Regions from separate parts of the Mus musculus genome. Here region 1 is linked to region 2. A link is a contact called in public promoter capture Hi-C data. All regions are on one chromosome and are shown on one strand. Each heading gives the region's core, a stretch centred on a gene start, on an enhancer-like site or on the middle of the called end of the contact. The rest is flanking DNA. Distances are from core to core; before and after follow the strand shown. Region 1 holds the start of Snapin (SNAP-associated protein). Region 2 overlaps Tpm3 (tropomyosin 3, gamma).

Region 1 (5,723 bases), core at 206-2,705, 400 kb after region 2:
CTTGGCCACGCTGTGGTTTAACCGCCTTAGTCGTTCCTGTAAGACAGGAAGATGGGGAATCTAATGACTGCTGTAAAAGGTTTTAACTGAGTCCCCTCTGCCCCTGTCCCCAGACTGTTTTTTCTCTGTGTAGCCCTGGAACTTGCTCTGTAGACCAGGATGGCCTCAAACTCAGAAATTTGCCTGCTTATATGTCCAGCTGGCTTTGGCTCTTTTCAAGCCAGCCCTTTACGTTAAAATGGACTTGTAAATGACAGCCACTAGAAGTTAAGAATTAGAAGTTAAGAATTGGCACTTGTCTAGTTTGAGGCCTAGTAATGGGGTGAGGGGAATATGGGCCTTTATTATCAGATTAGTTAACACCACTCTTTTCCCCCATAGTTGCTTCACAGTGTTGAAGACATAAAGCAGGATAAACAAGAAGAAATTTTTTTGAAAGAGGGTCATGCTATGTAGCCCTAGCTGATTTGATAGTCCAGGCTCTGCTCAAAGTTCAAGCCATCCTTCTTGCCTTAGCCTACCAAATGCTGAAACTACAGCATGTACCACCATGCACTGCTGGGATTATTATTATTATTACTATTTTATTATTTTACCTGTGCATTCTGTAAAATATTGTTGACCAAGACAACTCGTCGCCTGGCATTAAGCAGCTTCTTAACATAGGGGTCCAGATCCAGGGCCACTTTCTGATCCTCATTGATCCGGCACAGTTCTGGGAAGAGGAAATGGGCAACCAACATCTAATGGCTCATTTTTTGTTCTTAGGGAATGGAAGAGAGGAATGGGATGAAAAATACTCTTGCAGTCTTGTGTGGGCCACAGACACCTTCCCTTCTTCCATTCTGTCCTAAAATATCCCCAGAAATTGGAGTCCTTGGGTAGTTCTGATATTGAGAAGCAAGTGACAGAAACTTAGCCTAAAACCTGGGGAAACAAAGTTCCCGAAAGTGAGATCAGGGATTCTAGGTATCCTGGCTGCTCACTCACCTGTAGCTAGGTTGTCAATTTGTTCCCGGAGCTCTACTTGGCTTTCTCTGCAAAGTGGTACAAAAGTCTACAACGGTCAGTGACTGGGACGCGGGAAACGAATTCTACTTATTCCCCAAATACTGAGACAAGCCAACCTCAACTTCAAGGCCTCACCCAGGCCCTTCCGCCTATTTACCCAGTCTCAACATCAGTGTCTCAAGAATGTATCTAGTATTTCTTCGGGGCCCCGCCCCTACAAAGCCAGTTCCCTAGGCCCCGCCCCCAGCAACCCGGTCCTGCACCTGACCGCGTGCACGTGAGAGTCGAGCTGCTGCACCGCGGGTCGCAGGAACTCCAGGAGCCCCTCGGCAAAGAGGTCGCGGCCTGTGGGCCCCGCCACTGGGGTCCCGGCCCCTGACACAGCAGCGGAACCAGCCGCGGCCATCGCGAACTGCCCTGACGCCCTCAGCCTGCCGCGAGGGTCGCCGGGAACTCCAGACCGCCGCTGTGCACCGCGAGAGGGCGCTTAGATATACAGCCCAGACGGCAGTGGGATAGCTGGGAAATGGAGTCCTCAGTGAGCCCCGGCAAGCGGGCCGGGACCAGAGCCTCTTCTTCCATGGGCCTGTAGGGGGCGGATCTAGACTTCTGGAGATAGATTGCCCTGTAACTATGTAAACCAGGCTGATCTTTTCTTTCTTTCTTTCTTTCTTTCTTTCTTTCTTTCTTTCTTTCTTTCTTTCTTTCTTTCTTTCTTTCTTTCTTTCTTTCTTTCTTTCTTTTCTTTCTTCCTTCCTTCCTTCCTTCCTTCCTTTCTTTCTTTCCTTTCTCTCTCTCTTTCCTCCTCCTCCTCCTCTTCTACTTCTTCTTCCTCTTCTTCCTCTTCCTTCTTTCCTTTTTAAAAAAGATTTATCATATGTAAGTACATTGTAGCTGTCTTCAGACTCGCCAGAAGAGGGCATCAGATCTCATTACAGCTGGTTGTGAGCCACCATGTGGTTGTTGGGATTTGAAGGTTGCTGTGTTTTGAACTCAGGAGCAGTTAGTACTCCTAACCGCTGAGCCATCTAAGTGCTATTGTCCATAGCCTTCTCCATGGGAATTGATGAGAAAGCCATGTAATATTCATGTTAAGGGTTCTTTCTTTTCTCTCTCTTCCTCTCTCCCACTCCCTCTTTTTTTTTTTTTTTTTTTTTTTTTGCCCTCTCCCCATCTATCTCCCTCTCCCTCTTTCTTGCAGACAGGATTTCTTTGTGTGGCCCTGGCTGTCCTGGAACTCACTCTGGCTGCCCTTGAACTCCAGTGCTGGGATTAAAGGTGTATCCCACCACTGCCCTCGAGTTTTATTTCTAAAGATTTGCTATTTTTGTTAGAGAAAGTCCTGCCGTGTTACCAAGGCTAGCCTTGAGCTCACAAGCTCTGTTTTTTTTTTTCCATTTTTTATTAGGTATTTAGCTCATTTACATTTCCAATGCTATACCAAAAGTCCCCCATAGCCACCCACCCCCACTCCCCTACCCACCCACTCCCCCTTTTTGGCCCTGGCGTTCCCCTGTACTGGGGCATATAAAGTTTGTTTGTCCAATGGGCCTCTCTTTCCAGTGATGGCCGACTAGGCCATCTTTTGATACATATGCAGCTAGAGTCAAGAGCTCCGGGGTACTGGTTAGTTCATAATGTTGTTCCACCTATAGGGTTGCAGATCCCTTTAGCTCCTTGGCTACTTTCTCTAGCTCCTCCATTGGGAGCCCTGTGATCTATCCATTAGCTGACTGTGAGCATCCACTTCTGTGTTTGCTAGGCCCCGGCATAGTCTCACAAGAGACAGCTACATCTGGGTCCTTTCGATAAAATCTTGCTAGTGTATGCAATGGTGTCAGCGTTTGGATGCTGATTATGGGGTGGATCCCTGGATATGGCAGTCTCTACATGGTCCAACCTTTCATCTCAGCTCCAAACTTTGTCTCTGTAACTCCTTCCATGGGTGTTTTGTTCCCAATTCTAAGGAGGGGCATAGTGTACAAGCTCTGTTTTAAGTCTTTCAAGTGCTGGAGTTACAGGTCTGTGCCACCATGACAGGATTTAAAGTTAAGGGTTTTTTGTTTTGCTGAAATTTTTGAGGGGGGCTTGAAACCAGGGCCTTGTGATTGCTAGACAAATGTTCTGCTGAGCTATAGTCCTACTGTACCTTCCCTCTACCCCCACCTCACTTTTTGAGATAAGGTTTCACTAAATTGCCAGATTGGACTTGAATTTGCTTTGTAGTACACACAGGCCTTGACTATGTATGTGATCCTCCTGCCTCAGGTTCAGGCTTATACCAGCTTTAGCTTCTAAAGTTGTTTTTGATTTGTTTTTCAGTTTTATTTTGTGTGTGTTCATGTGTGTGTGGAAACCTTTGCCATGGCATATGGGTAGAGGTCAGAGAACAATTTGTGAGAGGTCAATTCTCTCCTTCCATCATGTGGGTCCCCAGCATTGAACCTTCAGGTTTGGCAGTAGGCCCCTTAACTTTCAGAGCCATTTTGCTGGCTCTACCTTTTTGCTTTGTTTTGTTTTTTGGTGTGTATATGCAGGTGTGAGGAAAGGTATGTACATATTAGGTTCCTAGGGAGATCAGAGGAGTTGGTTACAGGCAGTTGTAAGCTGCTGACAAGGGTACATGGAACCAAACCAGGTCTCTGAAAAAGCATCATGTCCTAAGCCATTGCTTCAGCTCTCTGACAGATTGCTGTAAAAATCACTACTTGAAAACTAGGTGCAGGTGTGTGTGTGCCTGCGTGTGAGAGTGCTCAGAGACAAAAAATCCCCTGGGGCTTTGAAGACAGGAGTGTTGGATTCCCTAGAGCTGGAGTTAACAGGAGCTTCCTGATATGGGAACCCATCTGGAGACCTCTGCAAGAGCAGTAAGTACTCTTAAATCACTGAACCATCTCTTTAGCTTTTTCTCACCCAAGAATATTCTTAATGGCATCAAATATGCACAAAATTGTATATGCCTTAAAGATAAATGGATTTAAGAGTGAAACCCAGATATAGACTAGGACAGGGATGGCTAGGGTACTGGTTAGTTCATAATGTTGTTCCACCTATAGGGTTGCAGATCCCTTTAGCTCCTTGGGTACTTTCTCTAGCTCCTCCATTGGGGGCCCTGTGTTCCATCCAATAGCCGACTGTGAGCATCCACTTATGTGTTTGCCAGGCACTGGCATAGCCTCACAAGAGACAGCTATATAAGGGTCCTTTCAGCAAAATCTTGCTGGCGTATGCAATGGTGTCAGTGTTTAGAGGCTGATTATGGGATGGAAGGATGTTTTTGCTACACAAAATAACCCAGCCTCCAAAGAACAAATATATGGTTTCATTTATATGAATGGTCAAATTCATGGAGATAAAAATGCAGGACAGGGCTGAAGTTGTGGCTGTGTGAGGACACTTGCACAGCATGCCTGAGGCTCCAGGTTACCTGATTCTCAGCACTGGCAAACACCAAAAGCAGGACTGGATTGGGAGGAGTGGAGAATACAATTGCATAGTGGGTAAGAGTCCCGGCCTGGGAAGGTACATGATCATGCATTTGCTGCTACTGAACTGTATACCTAGATACAAGAGGTAAACTGTCTTATGCACTTTTATTATATCCTGTTTTTGAGGCAGGGTCTGTGAAGCCTGGGCTGGCCTGGAACTCAAGAGAGATGAAGCACACAGAGGGAAAGCAGATATTCAGAGCTGCCACAGCCACTGGAGATTCAAAGTCCTATTGTATCACCAGTCCGAGGTCCAGATATTGTTGAAAAGGGCATTGATCAAGTTCACTGAATAGCAGAGAAATCGCTGTGCTCCTGTTTGTTGACTGTGCTAGAGGTCTTGCTAAAGCAGTTTATGGCAGGTGGCCCACTCAGTATGCTGCTATAAAACAGCTTGGACACTGGATGACACTGCCAGTTCTGCATCCCGGAATCTTAAACATGGAGAAGCCACCAGAGCCAGAAAGCAGCACTGTCTCCTGAAAGTTTCTCCAGCCTTTTCTGTCAGATGGCAAAGGAAACATTTCAAGAGCCCCAGCTCTATTTTTACTGAGTAGACAAAAAGGGTTAATATAGCATTGTGAGGGTATCCTTCATTTGAGACAAGGTTTCATTGTTCGCCCCTGGCTGTCTTGGAACTTTCTTTGTAGACCTAGTGGGCCTTGACCTCATAGTGGTGCACTTGAGGCCTGCAGGTAACATCTGGACTATTTAGTTTTCTTAGAGAAAAATGTATCAAAATGTTTAAAAAGTATGAAAAGGGGCAGGGCATGGTGGCTCACACCTTTAATCCCTGGCAGAGGCAGGTGGATCTCAGTGATCAGATCAAGGCTAACCTGATCTACAGAGGGAGTCCCAGGACAGCAAGGGTACAGAGAAACCTAATCTCAAAAACACCACCAATACCACCACCACCATCACAAGACAAACAAACAAACAAACAAACAAACAAACAAAACCAACCCAAAAAGGGTAGAGAGTACCTAAAGTCAAGATGGGGTTAGGAAGAGGGCACAATTAGTAGGGAGTTGTACAAGGAAACGCTGGATCACATGCTGACAACCACTCTGTGAATTCACTCTTCGGTGGGGCTGTCTTTGATTTTTGTATTCCCCATGAGGGTCCAACATGGGGCATTTGTGGTTTACCAGCCTTTTCACTTCTGAATACTTCATGGTGCTTGTAGATAGTGAGCTGGAGCAAGGTGTTCAATACCAGTACAGT
Region 2 (6,119 bases), core at 1,623-4,122:
TTGGCCCTTATAGGTTCTGGGATTTGAATTGAGTCCAGAAGAGAAAAAATGATACTGTGTGGATAAGGAACTGAATTTTAGAATGCTCTGCAGGGCTGAGGGTACCACCCCTTTGTTAGAGTGCTTGTCGGACATGCACAAAACCCTGGGTTCTATCCCTCACACAGCATAAATTGGACATTGTGGAACATACCTGTAATCTCAACACTTGGGAGGTACTCCATGGCACGTTCAAGCCAGCGTGGGCTACGTGAGGTTAGTTCACATGAGCAAAACATTTCCTGTTTAACCAATGGGAGTTCTTAGCTAGGGAAGGAGGAAACTGATTAGTAATCATGTAGTTAGATCTTTAGCATTTAAAGCAAGACAGGCTCTATCTTACCTACACGACTGGCTTCTTCATAGTAGTCAGGTCTAGCCTTCTGTTACAGTTGGTTTTCTCACCAGAAGTTGATTTGTTTTCCATTTCCCATTGATTGAAGGCTGAAGCTGAGGTGGCCTCCTTGAACCGCAGGATCCAGCTGGTTGAAGAGGAGCTGGACCGTGCGCAGGAGCGCCTTGCCACTGCTTTGCAGAAGCTGGAGGAAGCAGAGAAGGCTGCTGATGAGAGTGAGAGGTGTGTGAATCCCAAAAGAATAGGCCGGCGGGGCTTCTGGGTGGAGCAGCCCTCTCCTGCCTGGCCTGAGGTGTCCTGGGTTCCATCCCTGGCACTGCAGACAGTAAAGCTGATAGTGGCTCTGACCTGGATTTTCCACTAGACCTGTTTTTTGTTTTGTTTGTGTTTTTTGTTTGAGGCATGGTCTCATGTAACCCAGACTGGCTTTGAACTCTTGAGCCTCCCGCCTCCACTCTTTGGGTTTGTTTTTGTTTGTTTGTTTGGTTTTGGTTTTGGTTTTTTGAGACAGGGTTTCTCTGTGTAGCCCTGGCTGTCCTGGAACTCACTTTGTAGACCAGGCTGGCCTCGAACTCAGAAATCCGCCTGCCTCTGCCGCCTGAGTGCTGGGATTAAAGGTGTGCGCCACCATGCTGGGCTTCGCCTCCACTTTTTAATTGCTGGGATTGCAGGCCTGTTCCACCGTATCCTGGTCTAGACCTGCTTTTGTTTTTGCAGATTGAACACAGTATCTACCTTCTGTGCTAAGCACATCCTCTACCACTGACTTACCCTCCCAGCCCCTGAGACCTACTTTTTAAATGGTAGTGATTTTATATTACTAGTATTATTTTATACTATGCAAATTGAACTCGGGCCTTGCAAATACCAGGCACCTGTTCTATTGTTAAATCCCATTCCCTGGCCCAAATTTGTTTGTTTTATAAGGAAAAGTTTTCAGTTAAATGGTACAGGTGCTGGAATGCTATGGAATTTCTGTTTGGGCAGCGGAACAGGAATGGGACTGGGAAGGGCGTGGTTTTGAGTGTTTGAAATGGAGTTGATGCCCAGCTCAGAATGTCATTGCTGTGTTCATTCTTTCATTCTGTTTCCGGCAGAGGTATGAAGGTGATTGAAAATCGGGCTCTAAAAGATGAAGAAAAGATGGAACTCCAGGAAATCCAGCTAAAGGAAGCAAAGCACATTGCAGAAGAGGCCGATAGGAAGTATGAAGAGGTGAGTTGCCTCTGCAGTGCGTGCGGGCCCTGCAAAGACAGTCAAGAGGGGATAGCTATCGCCCTGGCTTGATTGAGCCGTACTGGGGTCTTTTCTTCTAGGTGGCTCGTAAGTTGGTGATTATTGAAGGAGACTTGGAACGCACGGAGGAACGTGCTGAGCTGGCAGAGTCGTGAGTATTTTGTCTCCAGATCTTGTCAGCTCATCCTGCCTGCTTGGGCACTAATTCCGAGTAAACTAGCCTTCCTTTGACCTTGTTAAACAGGCCCTGGAGGGTGGTGGTCCTCTGTAGTGCTTTTAGCCTCCAAGAATGGCTTTGGGCTTTCTCTTACCTTGACTAGAAACAGGGAACAAAGCTTGCTTATTCTTGGGAAGATTCTCAAATAGAGGGACCATAGAGACTAATATGGCCACTGGCTAGTTGGAAGATCCTATTGGGTCCTTCCTCCTGGAATCTATTCCTCCTTGGCCTGTACCGATTTCGGGCCTGGTCTCTTTTTTTTTTTTTTTTTTTTTTTTTTTACAAACTTTGCCAATCTGCCTGGAAACTTGAGAGCAAAGGCTTTAGAGAAATCACCTGCTGCCTTGGTACCAGCTTGGCCTTGTGTAACAAAGTCAGCGTGGATGTGTATGTGTTGTGCTTGCCTCGCACACTCCCCGTCCTCTTCAGACATGACATATATCATGACCATGGCGGTGTTTCCTTTCCATCTGTTTGTTGTTTTGACCCACCCCACACCCCGTCTTGCGGCTTGTTTTCTTGCTCTTCCTTTTTTAACCTTTTCCCCACAACCTGGCTTGTGCCATTCCCGTGACTGTCACTAACAGCCGTTGCCGAGAGATGGATGAACAGATCAGACTGATGGACCAGAACCTGAAGTGTCTGAGTGCTGCTGAAGAAAAGGTACTAACCCTGAAGCCCGCGCACGGAGAGCTTCCTTCCGTGTGTGTGGTATGGTCTCCTTCGGTTTGGTTTTGTTTTGCAGCTGCCTCCCTCCACCAGTTGATTTGTTGAGTGCGTTCTCATCTCCATGGAATGCTCCATTCTTCCTTTCCACTTACTTGGCATCTCTCATCTCTTCTTTCCTAGTTGCTTCACTGCCTCCCCCTGAGGGTCTCTGCCTCCCCTGGGTGTTTGGGGGTTGTTAGGTTGGGCCTCTGTCCCTGTATCCACCCCCCAAGTAGCAGTCATAACTGTTCCCTGGTAGTGAGTGATTTCTCTCAAGTGTTCTTTCTTTATCAGAGCCAAACACTCCGAGCACAGGAGGGCCAGCTCCTAGCATACCTACCTGCTCCGTGCTAGGGGGAGGAGGGTTGATACCTGCTCAGGTTACCCAGCAGCTTTTCCTCCCTGATATACAGCCCAGCTCTCTCTACACATAGGCTCAATTCACATCTGTGTGTCTCTCTCCCCTTTTTTTTTCTTCCTCTTCCTCTTCCCCTTTTCCTCTCCTTTGGTATTAAAATGTTCACAGTAAGTGTTCTGAGCTGGAGGAGGAGCTGAAGAATGTCACCAACAACCTCAAGTCTCTTGAGGCTCAGGCGGAGAAGGTAGGGCTGGTTTGTGAAGATGCACAGGCTTTGGGGCTTGGGCCCAGCCCTGCCCTTAATGAAACAAGACATACCCATTCTGTATAATAATAATGAAAGACATACCCATTCTGTATAATAAATCGAGGGAAAAGCGAGCGTTCTCTTCCTTCCCACCTTTGTCTATCAGAGAGTAGGTTAATGCTAACTCCTCTGTACCCCCCCCCCCCCATCTCGGGTTTAAATAACTCTGGTCTGCGGTGCTCCTGGAGTGTGCTCCTTGAGTTGATACTGCCGTGCTCAAAATCAGTTATAAGGAGCATAAGATGGGGCAACAGAGCGCCAGCTCTCGAGACCTGTCTAGGAGCAGTCAGGGCAGATGATTGCCACTTACCATCATGAGGGATGCTTTAACTGTCGATTCCTGCTCGTTAACTTGGAGAAAGGAAAAGCACTTTGGGTTGACAGAAGTAGGATGAAAATTTAGGTCTGTTAACAAAAGAAAAAAAAAGGTCCTGGTGAAGTTTACACTGCAAGTTTTGTTTGCAGATAGTTGGGTCTTAGGACTCTTGCTTTTTTTAGTCCTGGACCAAATCAAATCCAGAAGAATGTCTATGACTTATGTGAGAATAATATGGCTGTTGTCTGTGAGATGGTCTCTACTCTGAAATTTGTATTCTACTTTTCTTTACAGTACTCTCAAAAAGAAGACAAGTATGAAGAAGAAATAAAGATTCTTACTGATAAACTCAAGGAGGTGAGCTGAGGGGCTGAGCCGCATGAACGATAGGAGGCGTTAATATTGTAATATTAATCCTGAGCCTTGCTGGCCTTGGCTCAAATGGCTTAGAGGCACGAGAGGAGGAAGTAACCATCTTTCATTCTGTTTGTTGTTGTGCTTCCTCAGGCAGAGACCCGTGCTGAGTTTGCTGAAAGATCGGTAGCCAAGCTGGAGAAGACCATTGATGACCTGGAAGGTATGGAGCACATGAGGGCGTGTGAGAAAGGAAGGCCTTGCCCGCTAATCTTGAGCCTTTGGTCTGTGCATCAGAGAAATGGTAGTGACTTGGAATATTGGATGCGTCCTGTCCTGTGTTAATGCTAGACTTGCAGGATTTTTAAATCTTTTCCTTTATAGTAAGTCTACTTATTTCTGGAATCTGCCATCCATCCTTTGAAAAGATGTAATGGCTGTATTTATCTCCAATTTGATCTCAGATATCTTAAATCTTGACTGTGAGTTGAAATGGAAGCCATGGTTTTGTGCATGCCACCCCATGGCCACTTTGGGTATCTCTTTTTATCATTCAGGCCGGGTGACACCTGCAGGAGATAACAACCAAGTCTTGCAGCCTGAACAGATCAAACAGTCAGGGCTTCTTGTTCTTGTAGTTTGGCAGCTTTGTCTGTCCACCTTAACAAAGAAACAAGTCCTTTGCTTTGAGACTAACTTCCTTGATACGCTCTTGGTGTTGGATGGTCTGGGAAAGGGTTCGGGGAGGCGGCCGTAGAACCGGAGTGGTGACCACCCTGAGTAGGCAGAGGAGAGTCACTAAGACTGCTGTGCCTTCTCCCTTCTCTGTCTTCCTTAAGTGTTAGCACTGCTTCAGAATTGGGTGGGAGAGGTGGCTTTGGGTGCCTGCAGTGCTGGCATGTGTTCAGGTTCTCAGTTCTTGCCGCAGTTGACTTGACGAGACATCAGGAAGTACGATTAGCTGTTGGGGAAAGAGGTCGGTCATGGCTGCCAGGATAGTTTTTATGTTTTTTTCCAGAATAGTTTGTTTTTCCTTCCTGGATTTAGACCTATGGTCACAGTTTTCCTATTTTCTAATGACTCCCTCTCTTCATCTGCTTCTGACACCTTTCACTTTATCCCCTCCATCATCCCTGTGGTTCCTGTGCCTGTCCAGACGAGCTCTATGCCCAGAAACTGAAGTACAAGGCCATTAGCGACGAGCTGGACCACGCCCTCAATGACATGACCTCTATGTAACTATCAGGCAGCAGCGTGGGGTTGGAATCCTGGCGGGTGGGTGAAGACTGTGCTTGGGTTTTGTCCTTGAATCTGCAGTCTCCACCCACTTGCAAACAAATGTTGGTGCTGGTTATCTGTTTGGGGAGCCTTTTAATCTTCATGTAATTTGTATTTTCTCTTATTCTCCCATCTAGTTCTAACAGGGTCTTATATAAGCCATATCGACCTTAGACTCCAACCTCTAAAGTGACAGCCACGTGCCACTGTGCCCAGCTCTCCTTCTCACTGAGTTCTCACTTTGGTTTCTCAAAACTAGGCAGGGTGACACACAGCTGTAAGCCAAGCCACCTAGATGCTAACACAGAAGGATTGGTGCAGGTTCAAGGCCAGCTGATGCTGGGTGGCAAGACTGAGTCTCAAAAGCAAAACAGAGCAGTCATGGTGGCGTTCACCTTTAGTCCTGGCGTGAGTGGTTGGATTTCTAGAATTCGAGGCCATCTTGGACTAAATGATGAATTCCAGGACTGCTAGGGTTATGTGTAGAGGTTCTGATTTGTGCCCTGATACTAAACTTAATGGGACATACCCAGGGTGAGAAGCAGCCAGTTTTGAGCTGAGTCCCAAAGCAAGCCAAGCAGTAAACAGCACCAAAAGATTTGGGGGACTTTACCTGTTTGCTGTGGATCTGTTGGTGCTAACCTGCAGCGTCTTCCCACTAACCCTGGGAGAGTGTTGCAGCCCGTGCGTGTGTCTGGCTTTCTCTCCTCCTGCTCTGTCGCTCTTGTTCCTTCTTCCTAAGCTGCTGCCTCAGTTGAGCCCGCCCTTCTCACCTGGAGTGTCCTTTTTCATACAGATAAACTGTCACCGTTTCTGCCCTGTTCTGGATCTGCCCCCTTTCCTTGGGGAACCCAACACCCCACTCGCTCTGGATTCCATTTGGGTCAGCCTGGCTGGTTCCTACAGCCTTAGGGCTGGAGGGCCTTGGGGGGGGGCACACAAAGCAAT

What was found. Promoter capture Hi-C pulls out the DNA fragments that hold promoters and counts their contacts.
Region 1: a promoter capture Hi-C map of cranial neural crest shows a contact between it and region 2. The contact joins the promoter of Snapin here to the enhancer-like site in region 2. A contact is called at or near these places in 3 of 39 promoter capture datasets (the C10 cell line, cranial neural crest and pre-B cells) and 2 of 115 datasets of contacts at active chromatin or transcription factors (embryonic stem cells and pancreatic cancer cells).

The regions. Positions count from the first base shown.
Region 1 is chr3:90,489,558-90,495,280 of GRCm38.p6, forward strand. Snapin (SNAP-associated protein) reads right to left here and starts at 1,456. Exons shown (of 4, transcript NM_133854.3): 1 at 1,275-1,456; 2 at 991-1,037; 3 at 597-715; 4 at 1-36. The coding sequence starts at 1,417.
Region 2 is chr3:90,085,964-90,092,082 of GRCm38.p6, forward strand. It overlaps Tpm3 (tropomyosin 3, gamma), which reads left to right. Exons shown (of 10, transcript NM_001293748.1): 3 at 483-616; 4 at 1,492-1,609; 5 at 1,711-1,781; 6 at 3,085-3,160; 7 at 3,834-3,896; 8 at 4,047-4,116; 9 at 5,050-5,128; 10 at 5,968-6,119. The coding sequence ends at 5,971. Among named protein-coding and RNA genes, the nearest start is that of Nup210l, 15 kb to the right of the region's middle. Within about 2 kb of position 2,873, at least 2 of the 459 cell types and tissues checked have an H3K27ac peak or open chromatin away from gene starts, as enhancers often do.